Linked DNA regions of Ovis aries: region 1 is linked to region 2. Evidence: chromatin contacts called from public Hi-C data. All regions are on one chromosome and are shown on one strand. Each heading gives the region's core, a stretch centred on a gene start, on an enhancer-like site or on the middle of the called end of the contact. The rest is flanking DNA. Distances are from core to core; before and after follow the strand shown.

Evidence for each region. Hi-C and Micro-C count contacts between places; a contact is called where the count stands out from the background.
Region 1: a contact with region 2 is called in a Hi-C map of tail adipose tissue, with 7 times the contacts expected there. The contact joins the promoter of RAB13 here to the promoter of NPR1 in region 2. A contact is called at or near these places in 9 of 16 Hi-C or Micro-C datasets (blood, hypothalamus, liver and 4 more).

The regions. Positions count from the first base shown.
Region 1 is chr1:104,364,846-104,370,214 of ARS-UI_Ramb_v3.0, forward strand. It overlaps RAB13 (RAB13, member RAS oncogene family), which reads right to left and starts at 2,619. Exons shown (of 6, transcript XM_060414562.1): 1 at 2,355-2,619; 2 at 975-1,035; 3 at 80-140. The coding sequence starts at 2,478.
Region 2 is chr1:104,123,569-104,128,468 of ARS-UI_Ramb_v3.0, forward strand. It overlaps NPR1 (natriuretic peptide receptor 1), which reads left to right and starts at 2,086. Exons shown (of 22, transcript XM_027975457.3): 1 at 2,086-3,217; 2 at 3,893-4,092; 3 at 4,532-4,645. The coding sequence starts at 2,506.

The DNA.
Region 1 (5,369 bases), core at 1,369-3,868, 240 kb after region 2:
TTTCTCTGCTCCAACCTCCTATCCCTCTGTAGTCGCACACTCTATCACATCATCCCTTGTCCAGAAATATGCTTCATACCATTGCTCCACGATAATAGGCAGTAGTTATTGTCTTGAATCGCTCTTGGCCAGCTGTGTCCCTGAAGGGGTAGAATATTTCATGGGGTGAGATAGAGGGAAGAGGTCTCCAAAGAGAGAATTCCACTCCCATCCCCTAAGAATTCAGCTTTTGCAACAAGGAGTGTTAAACAGAATCAGGAAAACAATAAAGGGAAAAAGGGATAAGAGACTGTTGGGCTGATACTGAGAGAAGGTAAAGGCTGAAGAAACAGATCTGTTTTATTGTTTACTTTGTGCCAAGCACTGTGTATATTATCATTTTATTTATGTTATTTTGCCTAATCTTCACTCTATCCTTGTGAGACATGTTTTCCTGGCTCTATTTTACAAATGAGGAAACAGATTTAGAGAGGAGAAATAACTAATGAAGGTCATTCTGTAACAGAACAGGATTGAACCACATTCTCCTCTTGTCTATTGCATCATAATGCCTCCTAGACACCTTGAGTCAGGGTCTCCAGCTTCCTCAGGGTAGTCAGGTCAAACCTCTACTCTTGGCTTTAAGGGCTCTCCACTGGACAGAGAGTCAAGTCTTAATTTTGCTACTTGCTATTTGACTGTTGAGAGCTTGTTTCCACATTATAGCTCAATAGACAGTTGAGCTAACTAGACAGTTGCCAAGTTCAGAGGTGTCTCTGGGTCCAGGACAGGCAACAGAATTACAAAAAAGTTGAAAATAGTTGAGTGAGCAGGGAGCGAGATGAAAGGACATCTGAATGAGGTAACAGAAAGGGATTAGAAAATGTACTGGAAGGAGCGATGGGAAAGCGAGAGAAATTAAACTAAAGAGAAACTACAGATTATAGGAAATAAATGAGTAAGTCTGGTTTTGAAGTCCTGGGGGATTCACTCACCAGACTTGCAGTTTGATCTTTTTCCCCTCTATATCCACCGTGCGGATCTTGAAATCAATTCCTAGGGGTGGAGAGGGAACACTGAAGTCCAGACACGTATGTATGTGCACGTGCCAGTGTGTGGCGAGAGGGACGGGAATGGGGCAGTGCAGAGATTCTGCAGGGAAGGCACTTGGGAAGCAGTCTTGCAGGAAGTATAAAACTACGGGGATTTTCTCAAAGCGGTACTTGTACAGCAAACGTATTGTTTTTACTTAGATCTTATAGACTTTGTGGGAAAGAAGATGTTGAAAACTCTGCAAGGAGGCTAAAGGCCTTTAAGGCACTTCTTGGGTCCACTCAGCCATGCCAGCTGACAACTCTCTCAATTCAATGTGTCTCCCCCAAAATACTACTTTCTAATTCCTTCTCCCTTCTGTTGTCTTAGAACCCTCTGCTCTCCATTCTCCCACATAGCCTCCTGACCCTATAGGGTGAAGAGCAAGGAAAAAGGAAGCTGATACCAGTCCATGTGGATTAATAGTATGCCAGGCTCGGAAACAAGAAAACTTGAGTCTAAACAAGATTCCCCTGAGACTGAGATATGAGAGAGGGATATTTCCCCCTCCACTTTCTAACCAGAATTGTCTTGAGACGCTCCTGGTCTTACTACCCAGGCCAGAGGAGGTTAAGAACAATGAGGGGGAGGAGGGGAGACAATGTTCTTAGTGGAAACTTGTGTACCTCCCCTGAGCCAGTGAGGAGCCCCAGGGAGCAGGCTGAGTCACCAGGCTGACTCAGAGACCCCAAAAGTCCCCTCAGTCCCACCTTCCTTACCAGGCTGACTGCATATTCATGATCCCAGTCCTTGGGCTGCTCTCGGGCACACCCAGCCCCTCTGTGCCACCCTCCCCAACCCCCTAATAAGTTGAGGGGCAGAGAGACGGGAAAGTAGATGGTAAGCTGGGAATGCAGTGGGAGAGTGTGTAACTCAGTTGGGACAGAAAGAGGCTGGCAAAATTGGGAGACAGATGGTCAGGGAAAGGGGGACACAGGAAATGCGGAGAATGGAGCAAGAGTTCTAGGTGGATGAGGGTGGGGGAAGAGGAGCTGAGAGGGAAACGGACTCGGGTTCATGTGAATTTGTGGAGACAAGGGAGACAGGTGGCACCAAGAAAATAGAGGTTGGCGCAGGCACAACTGAGGAGTGATCTGGAGGGCTCAGAGAGGTCAGAGGTTTGGGTACCATCCTGAGACATATAAGGGGGATGGGTCTGAGAGAGAGAGGCTGAGGGACTGGAGTCCAGAAGCCGGACTCTAAAGCGGGCCACTAGTAATCCAACAGCCTAGGAATGAGGGCATGGGGTAGCTGGGGGTCTAGGCTATGGCCAGCGGGCTCACCGATGGTGGAGATATAAGTGTTGTTGAAGTTGTCCTCTGCAAAGCGAATGATCAGACAAGTCTTGCCCACCCCTGAGTCCCCGATCAGCAGCAACTTGAAGAGGTGGTCGTAGGCTTTGGCCATGGCGGACACTGGGGGTGCCGGGAGAGGGGTGGGGAAGCGAAGGGCACTGGTAGGCGGGACTGGAGGGTTGGCAAAGGGAGCGGGCCCCGGAGCCCCAGCCAGGAAGTTTTCCTCCCTCTCCGCCCAGGCTCTGGGAAAGAGGAGAGGCGGCACTCCTCCGGGCCCCACCCCGTGCCCGCCCATCCTTTTCAGCTGGCCTCCTCGGACAGCCCAGCCTCCAGCTCTCTGGCTTTCCCTTCCCAGCCAATGCTGGCCTGTCTCCCTAGCCATTTGGAACAGATTTTGCTCAATATCATGCCCCTCTTTTGACTTCGCTCTTCCAGTCAGAAGCCAGAGAGGCTGGGGTGAAGTGGAAGTTTAATCAGAATGACCAAGGGAAGAGGAATTTTAGAGGAATTCGGGGAAAACGAAAGTTTGGGGGAATAAGGGTGAAGCACAGGATAACACAGGAACTGGCAAAAATTGGAGACTGATTTTTGAAAGGGATACTCAAGAAAAATAGAATCCTTTTGGGGCAGTTTCTAGAATTCTGGCGTTACTTTTCCAAGCCCTTAGTTTTAGAATCCCAACTCTTTTTGAAAAAAGCGGCATGGCTGGAGTTGGTGGCTATTTGTTGAGTCAGTCTGCCCCCTGGTGGAATAGAGTGAAAATTAAAATTAATTATACTATAGAATCAGCTCTGCACACTCCCTCTCCCAGTCTCCAAGCCCATACACCGTTCACCTAGATACGTTCTGGAGCTTCATCTTGAATGGTCTTCCTTCTGGGAACCTGTGTATGAATTCTCTGACAGGCCAGCTCAGGAAGATAGAGATTGAGACTACAAATGTCCGGTGTCATTCTCTTGATGAGATGTGGATCTTTTAACACACTCCGGAGGCAGTACTCCTAACACACTAATGAACAGACTGTGAATGTGTAGCCTTGGCAACCACAAAGCTGAAATATGGAGAACACGGCTACACAAAACCAAATTTATCTTTGCTTTGGAAAAAATATTCAAAATACCTGCTTTTCTAACAGCAGGTCAGTAAACAGTCCGTCTTTAAACATAGTGTACCGGTTATGAAAAGGAATCTTCTGTCACTTCAGTTATCCTTGTCATACTCTGTGCCAATGTTTGTCCCTCTCAAACCCAGCTATTCAATTCTCTTTTATCCTTTATCTCACCACTCATTATGTCTTCAAGTTGTATTACAAAACTCGAGTATTCTCTACTTCTCCCTGCTGGTCAAACTCTCTCTCACTAGTGCTTTAAATTATTCTTCAATTTTCATGGATCTGTCTGATAAAAACCTATTAGTTCTTTTTCATTTCATCTTATCTCGTCTGAATCTGGACTTTTCATCCCCAGCAATAGACTATTCTTTTTCACCTCTCTAAATTGTTGTTGTTGTTTAGTTGCTAAGTTGTGTCTGATATTTTCTTTCCATGTCTGCCTCTTTTGCAACCCCATGGACGGTAGCCCACCAGGCTCCTCTGTCCGTGGGATTTCCCAGGCAAGAATATCAGAGTGAGTTGCCACTTCCTCTTCCAGGAGATCTTCCCGACACAGGGATTGAAACTGCATCCAGTTGCACTGGCAGCTGGATCCTTTACCACTGAGCCACCTGGGAACATGTCACTTCCTCAGAGGTTTTTCTCACCCATCAGTAGTGTGCCGAACCATACAGAAGGCTGAGAGATGAAGAATTGATGCTTTTGAACTCTGGTGCTGGAGAAGACTCCTGAGAGTTGTCCCTTGGACAGCAAGATCAGACCAGTCAATCCTAAAGGAAATCAACCCTGAATATTCATTGGAAGGACTGATGCTGAAGCTCCAATACTTTGGCCACCTGATGCAAAGAGTGGACTCATTGGAAAAGACCCTGATGCTGGGAAAGACTGAAGGCAGGAGGAGAAGGGGCAGGGCCAACAGAGGATGAGACGGTTGGATAGCATCACTGACTCAATGGACATGAGTTTGAGCAAACTCTGGGAGATAGTGAAGGACATGGAAGCCTGGCCCGCTGCAGTCCATGGGGTTGCAAAGAGTCTGACATGACTAAGCAACTGAACAACAACAGTAGTGTGCTGGAACCAATTATTACTGGCTCATGAAAACAGACTGTGCTTTCCAAATCCGTGTTTAATGACATTGGTAGTCTGAAACTGGCCAAGGTAAGAGTATTTCCTCCATTGAAATTACCAAAGACAACAAATCAGGGCTCCCCTCTATAAAGTCAATGGTTAAACGTTTACCTGGAGAAGGCAATGGCACCCCACTTCAGTACTCTTGCCTGGAAAATCCCATGGACGGGGGAGCCTGGTAGGCTGCAGTCCATGGGGTCGCGAACAGTTGGACACGACTGAGCGACTTGACTTTCATTTTTCACTTTCATGCATTGGAGAAGGAAATGGCAACCCACTCCAGTGTTCTTGCCTGGAGAATCCCAGGGACGGGGGAGCCTGGTGGGCTTCCGTCTATGGGGTCACACAGAGTCGGACACGACTGAAGTGACTTAGCAGCAGCAGCAGCAGCAGCAAACGTTTACCAGCGTATCCTTGACAAGAACTCACATCCCTTGTCCCATTCTATTCCTTTGGAATTAACCAGGTCCTTATATACCATTTGATCATTTTTGCTCCTCCTGTATGACAAATGGACATTTTAACCCTTTGATCGTTACTGTAGAAGATAATGATTTGGTCTTTTTTCTTTCTTTTCATTCCCTGTCCAGAGTTTCAGTGCTGCCAAGATTACAAATCTTGGAAATGTAGTTCTGATGAAAATGTGGTGGAAAGGATGTGGGAATGTAAAGACAGAGTTGTGAAGATTAACATTCAAAGCAGTCAGAACAATACAGAAGTGAGTAATGTAATGATTATTACAGAGAAAGATGGAAAGGAGG
Region 2 (4,900 bases), core at 836-3,335:
CACTAAAACCTTTTACTGTGTGGATCACAATAAACTGTGGAAAATTCTTCAAGAGATGGGAATACCAGACCACCTCACCTATCTCCTGAGAAACTTAAATGCAGGTTAAGAAGCAACAGTTGGAATCAGACAGGGAAGACCAGTTCAAAATTGAAAAAGGAGTACAACAAGGCTGCATATTGTCACTCTGATTATTTAACTTTTATGCAGAGTACAGCATGTGAAATGCCAGGCTGGAAGAATCACAAGTTGGAATCAAGATTGCCAGGAGAAATATCAATAACCTCAGATTTGCAGATACTACCATTCTAATGGCAGGAAGTGAAGAGGAGCTAAAGAACCTCTTGCTGAGGGTGAAAGAGAAGAGTGGAAAAAGTTAGCTTAAAACTCAACATGATTAAAACTAAGATCATGGCATCTGGTCCCATCACATCATGGCAAATAGAAGGGGAAAAAGTAGAAACAGGACAGATGTTATTTTCTTGGGCTCCAAAATCACTGCAGACGATGACTGCAGCCATGATTTAAAAGACACTTGCTCCTTGGAAGGAAAGCTATGAAACCTAGACAGCACATTAAAAAGCACAGACATTACTTTGCCAACAAAGGTCCATATAGTCAACGTTATGGTTTTTCCAATAGTCATGTATGGATGTGAGAGTTGGAGCGTAAGGAAGGCTGAGTGCTGAAGAATTGATGCTTTCAGACCGTGGTGCTGGAGAACACTCTTGAGAGTCCACTGGACACCAAGAAGATCAAGCCAGTCAATCCTAAAGGAAATCAACCCTGAATATTCATTGGAAGGACTGAAGCTGAAGCTCCAGTACTTTGGCCACCTGCTGTGAAGAGCCTAGTCACTGGAAAAGACTCTGATGCTGGGAAAGACTGAAAGCAAAAGGAGAAGGAGGTGGCAGAAGATGAGATGGTTAGAGAGCATCACCGACTCAATGGACAGGAGATAGTGAAGGACAGAGGAGTCTGGTGTGCTTCAGTCCCTGGGGTGGCAAACATTTGGACATGACTTAGTGACTGAACAACAACAAGGACAAATATACACACAGAGAATCTTCATATTTATGCCTTCAGCATCTAGTTGGTGCTTAACATGCAGTGGGTCCTTTGAAAGTCTACAGTGCAGAAGTTTGCTGAGCTTTGGTCCTGAGCGACTGATCCGAACTGAACTGAGGCAGAAGTTTTCAGAGGTTGGCCCGCGATACCGCCAGTGACTTCTTCTGGCCACTAGAGAGCAGACTGACTCCACAGCTGTCCTGCCCCTGACCCAGCCGTCAAGGGCCCCCCAAACACTCCCCAGTATACGCCTCCGCTTGTCATTTCCAACACTGTCTGCCACCGTCCCGACAAATCTCACTTTAATAATCCTCTTTAAGACAAAACGCACACGCCCGTAGCAGCCCTGAGGTCACATCTCTTCGTTTCAGCGGCCACCCACCAGCTCTCCCTCCCGTTCCTACGGCCTTTTGGGAACTAAAGAGTTAACTCCGTCCTTCCACCTGGTCCTTTTCCTCCACTAATCCGCTCAGTCTGGAAGCCGGGGGGTGGGTGACATCCTAGATAGAGTGGTCACGGGACCCTGGATTCAACTACTTTAATTTCTTTTCCAAAAACTGTCACCCTCCTGCCCCACAACCTGACAGCAACCAAACACTCACACCTTTTCCGGCTAAGATCCCAAACCTGCACCTCTCTTTCTTCCCGAGACGGAGCCAGGTAGGAGGAGAGGGACAAGGTGGGGCGCAAGAGGCACTCTGTTACTTCCATACATCTCTGTTCTTCGCATCCCCGTGAGGGAGCCCCTTCTGCGAGTACCACTTCTCGGAGGAGAAACACTTTTGGCCTGCCGAGAAGCGGGAAGAGGATCTAGAGGAAGCCGCGCGGGTTGAGAGGCTCGGGAGAGTCCACGACTTCGGGGCGGGGAGGAAGGAGTTAAAGATCCAGGCTTGGTTCTGCGGTCTCGGAGTCTGGGAGGGGAAGCGGCCGGGAGGGAGGGTTCGGAGCTTGGCTTGGGTCCTCCCCAGTTCCCCCCGGACTGTCGGAGACTTGGGCCGGCCGGACGCCCCTTCTGGCACACTCCCTGGGCCAAGCGCTCACGCACACATACAAACACTCACACTCCCCTTTTCTTCCCTGGCGCCCTCTCTCCCATCCTTCTCCACCGAGCGCTCGCTCGCGCTCTCTTTTTCTCTCTCCTAACACGCACACACACATACCCTGTGGTTCACACTCGGGTCCTCTCTGCCCCCGCGCTCTCCTCGCACCCACCTGCTCCGCAGAGCCCTGGGCACACCCCTAGGTCGCGCGCCCCTGGCGCTCCCGGCGCGGACTGTCGCAGCTAGAGGGGGCAGCGTGCTCCGGGGTGAGCGCCCCCGCTCCGCCCCTCCTCCCTCCCACAGGGGCGCTCCCGGTGCCCAGTACCGGCCGCTCAGCCGGAGTGGACGCTTGAGGCCATGGTGAGAGCGCTCGCCCACCACGGTGCCCGCTGAGGCCATGCCGCGCCCGGGGCGCCCCTCCGGCGCCCGCCTGCGCCTGCTTCTGCTCCTGCCGCCGTTGCTGCTGCTCCCGGGCAGCTACGCTGGCAACCTGACGGTGGCCGTGGTGCTGCCTCTGACCAACACCTCGTACCCGTGGTCTTGGGCGCGCGTGGGACCGGCGGTGGAGCTGGCCCTGGCCCGGGTGAAGGCGCGGCCGGACCTGCTGCCGGGCTGGACAGTCCGCACGGTGCTGGGCAGCAGTGAGAGCGCGCTGGGCGTCTGCTCCGACACCGCCGCGCCCCTGGCCGCCGTGGACCTCAAGTGGGAGCACAGCCCCGCGGTGTTCCTGGGCCCTGGCTGCGTGTACGCCGCCGCCCCCGTGGGCCGCTTCACCGCGCACTGGCGGGTGCCGCTGCTGACCGCCGGCGCCCCAGCCGTGGGCTTCGGAGCCAAGGAAGAGTACGCGCTGACCACCCGCGCGGGACCCAGCCACGCCAAGCTGGGCGACTTCGTGGCGGCGCTGCACCGACGGCTGGGCTGGGAGCGCCAGGCGCTCGTGCTCTACGCCTACCAGCCGGGTGACGACCAGCCCTGCTTCTTCGTGGTGGAGGGGCTGTACATGCGGGTTCGCGACCGCCTCAACATCACGGTGGACCACCTGGAATTCGCCGAGGGAGACCGCGACCACTACACCATGCTGCTGCGCACCGTGCGGCGTAAAGGCCGAGGTGAGAGGCAGGGCACACCCGCCTGGCCGCTTTGCCTCCGGGCCTTCCCCGGGACTTGACCTCTCTCCTGTCGGCACCAAATGTCTCCTCCTCTGGGCCCTTCATTCCTGCCTCGGCCTCCTCCGCCCTGTCCACCTCTGAGTTTCTATTTCCCTGTCTTTCTCCATGGCCCCTCTCTTCTTCCTAACCTCGCCTGTATTCTCACCTCCCTACTCCCTCGCCTCCTTCCCACCATTCCTCCGGAGTTAACAGAGGTAAAAAAGGCCTCCACCTACCACCCTGACACTTAGTGGGGCCCCGGCTTAATTCCTAGCCCTCTTTTTCTCCCCATTTTCCGTCTTTTCCCAGCAGCCTCCTTCCCTGCTCCAGCTTCTCCTCCCGGAGCTCCCATATGCCCTCTCCTCTTCCCGTCCCCCCTCCAGCTGGCCCTCCTCTGCTCTCCCTGCCCCACACCTCACCTTCCCCACCTTCAGCTCCACCATTCCTGCTCTCCCTATCTGGCCTCCTTCCTCCTCCCCCTCCCACCACCTTCTCCCTCGGCTTTCTCCTGCTTAGCCTAGACTGAGCCCAGAGTTCCACCGCAGGGTCTCTGAACTTCCTCCCCTGGGCCCGCCAGCTTCAGTTTCTCCTCCACTCCCTGACACCCTGGCTTCCCTGGCTTCTCTCTCTCCCCAGTTATCTACATCTGCAGCTCGCCGGATACCTTCAGAGCCCTCATGCTTCTGGCCCTGGAAGCTGGCCTGAGTGGGGACGACTATGTTTTCTTCCACCTGGACCTCTTTGGGCAAAGCCTGCAAGGTGCACACGGCCTTGCTCCCCGCAGGCCCTGGGAGAGAGGAGATGGGCAGGATGTCAGTGCCCACCAGGCCTTTCGGGTGAGGGTCCAGCTTGGAAGCCCAAGCCGTGGGGCTCTGGGTTGCTGCACATCTTTTCCGGGTCCTGGGTGCCTCAGTGTCTGAAAGGATTCCAGAAAAGAAATTATTGATTCTCGTAGGGAGTTAGGTGACAGAAGGGCAGGGGGCTGGGGCCAGAGGTACATAGAGGGTCGGAGGACTTCAGAACTAGGAGGCTAAAAATATGAGAGAATGCCATTGAGGCGGGATAATGTTCACATCCCGACGACCATCAGGACTTAGAAATGCCATCCCAGTTCATTCCCTGCTTTGATGCAGGCAGCACCTCATGCAGGAAATGAGGTCCAATCTGACCTTGAGCTAAGCAGAGGTGCCACTCTGGGAGGTGGGCACTCAGGGTACAGGGAGGACCAGAGTCAGCATCCAACCTGCTCTCCCCTCTCCCCTGACTCCTCTTTAGGCTGCCAAAATCATTACATATAAAGAGCCGGATAATCCCGAGTACTTGGAATTCCTACAGAAGCTAAAACGCTTGGCCCTTGAGCAGTTCAACTTCACCATGGAGGATGGCCTGGTAGGAGGGGGTCCTGGGTGATGTGGGCCCCGAATCTCCACTCCACAGCCCTCTGCTGGTCTCTGCCCTGCTTTCTCAGCCTCCCTCCTCTTCCCAGGCCTGCCCTTCTCTCCCTTCCCTTTGCTCCCTTGTCTCTCCTGATGATGGTGGGCGGCCCTGACGATTGTTCAACCTCTGAACCTCAAATCTGTATCAGCAAAATGAGGCTGATATGTCCTGCCCCATGTGCCTAGCAGGTGTACACAGATGTGTCTT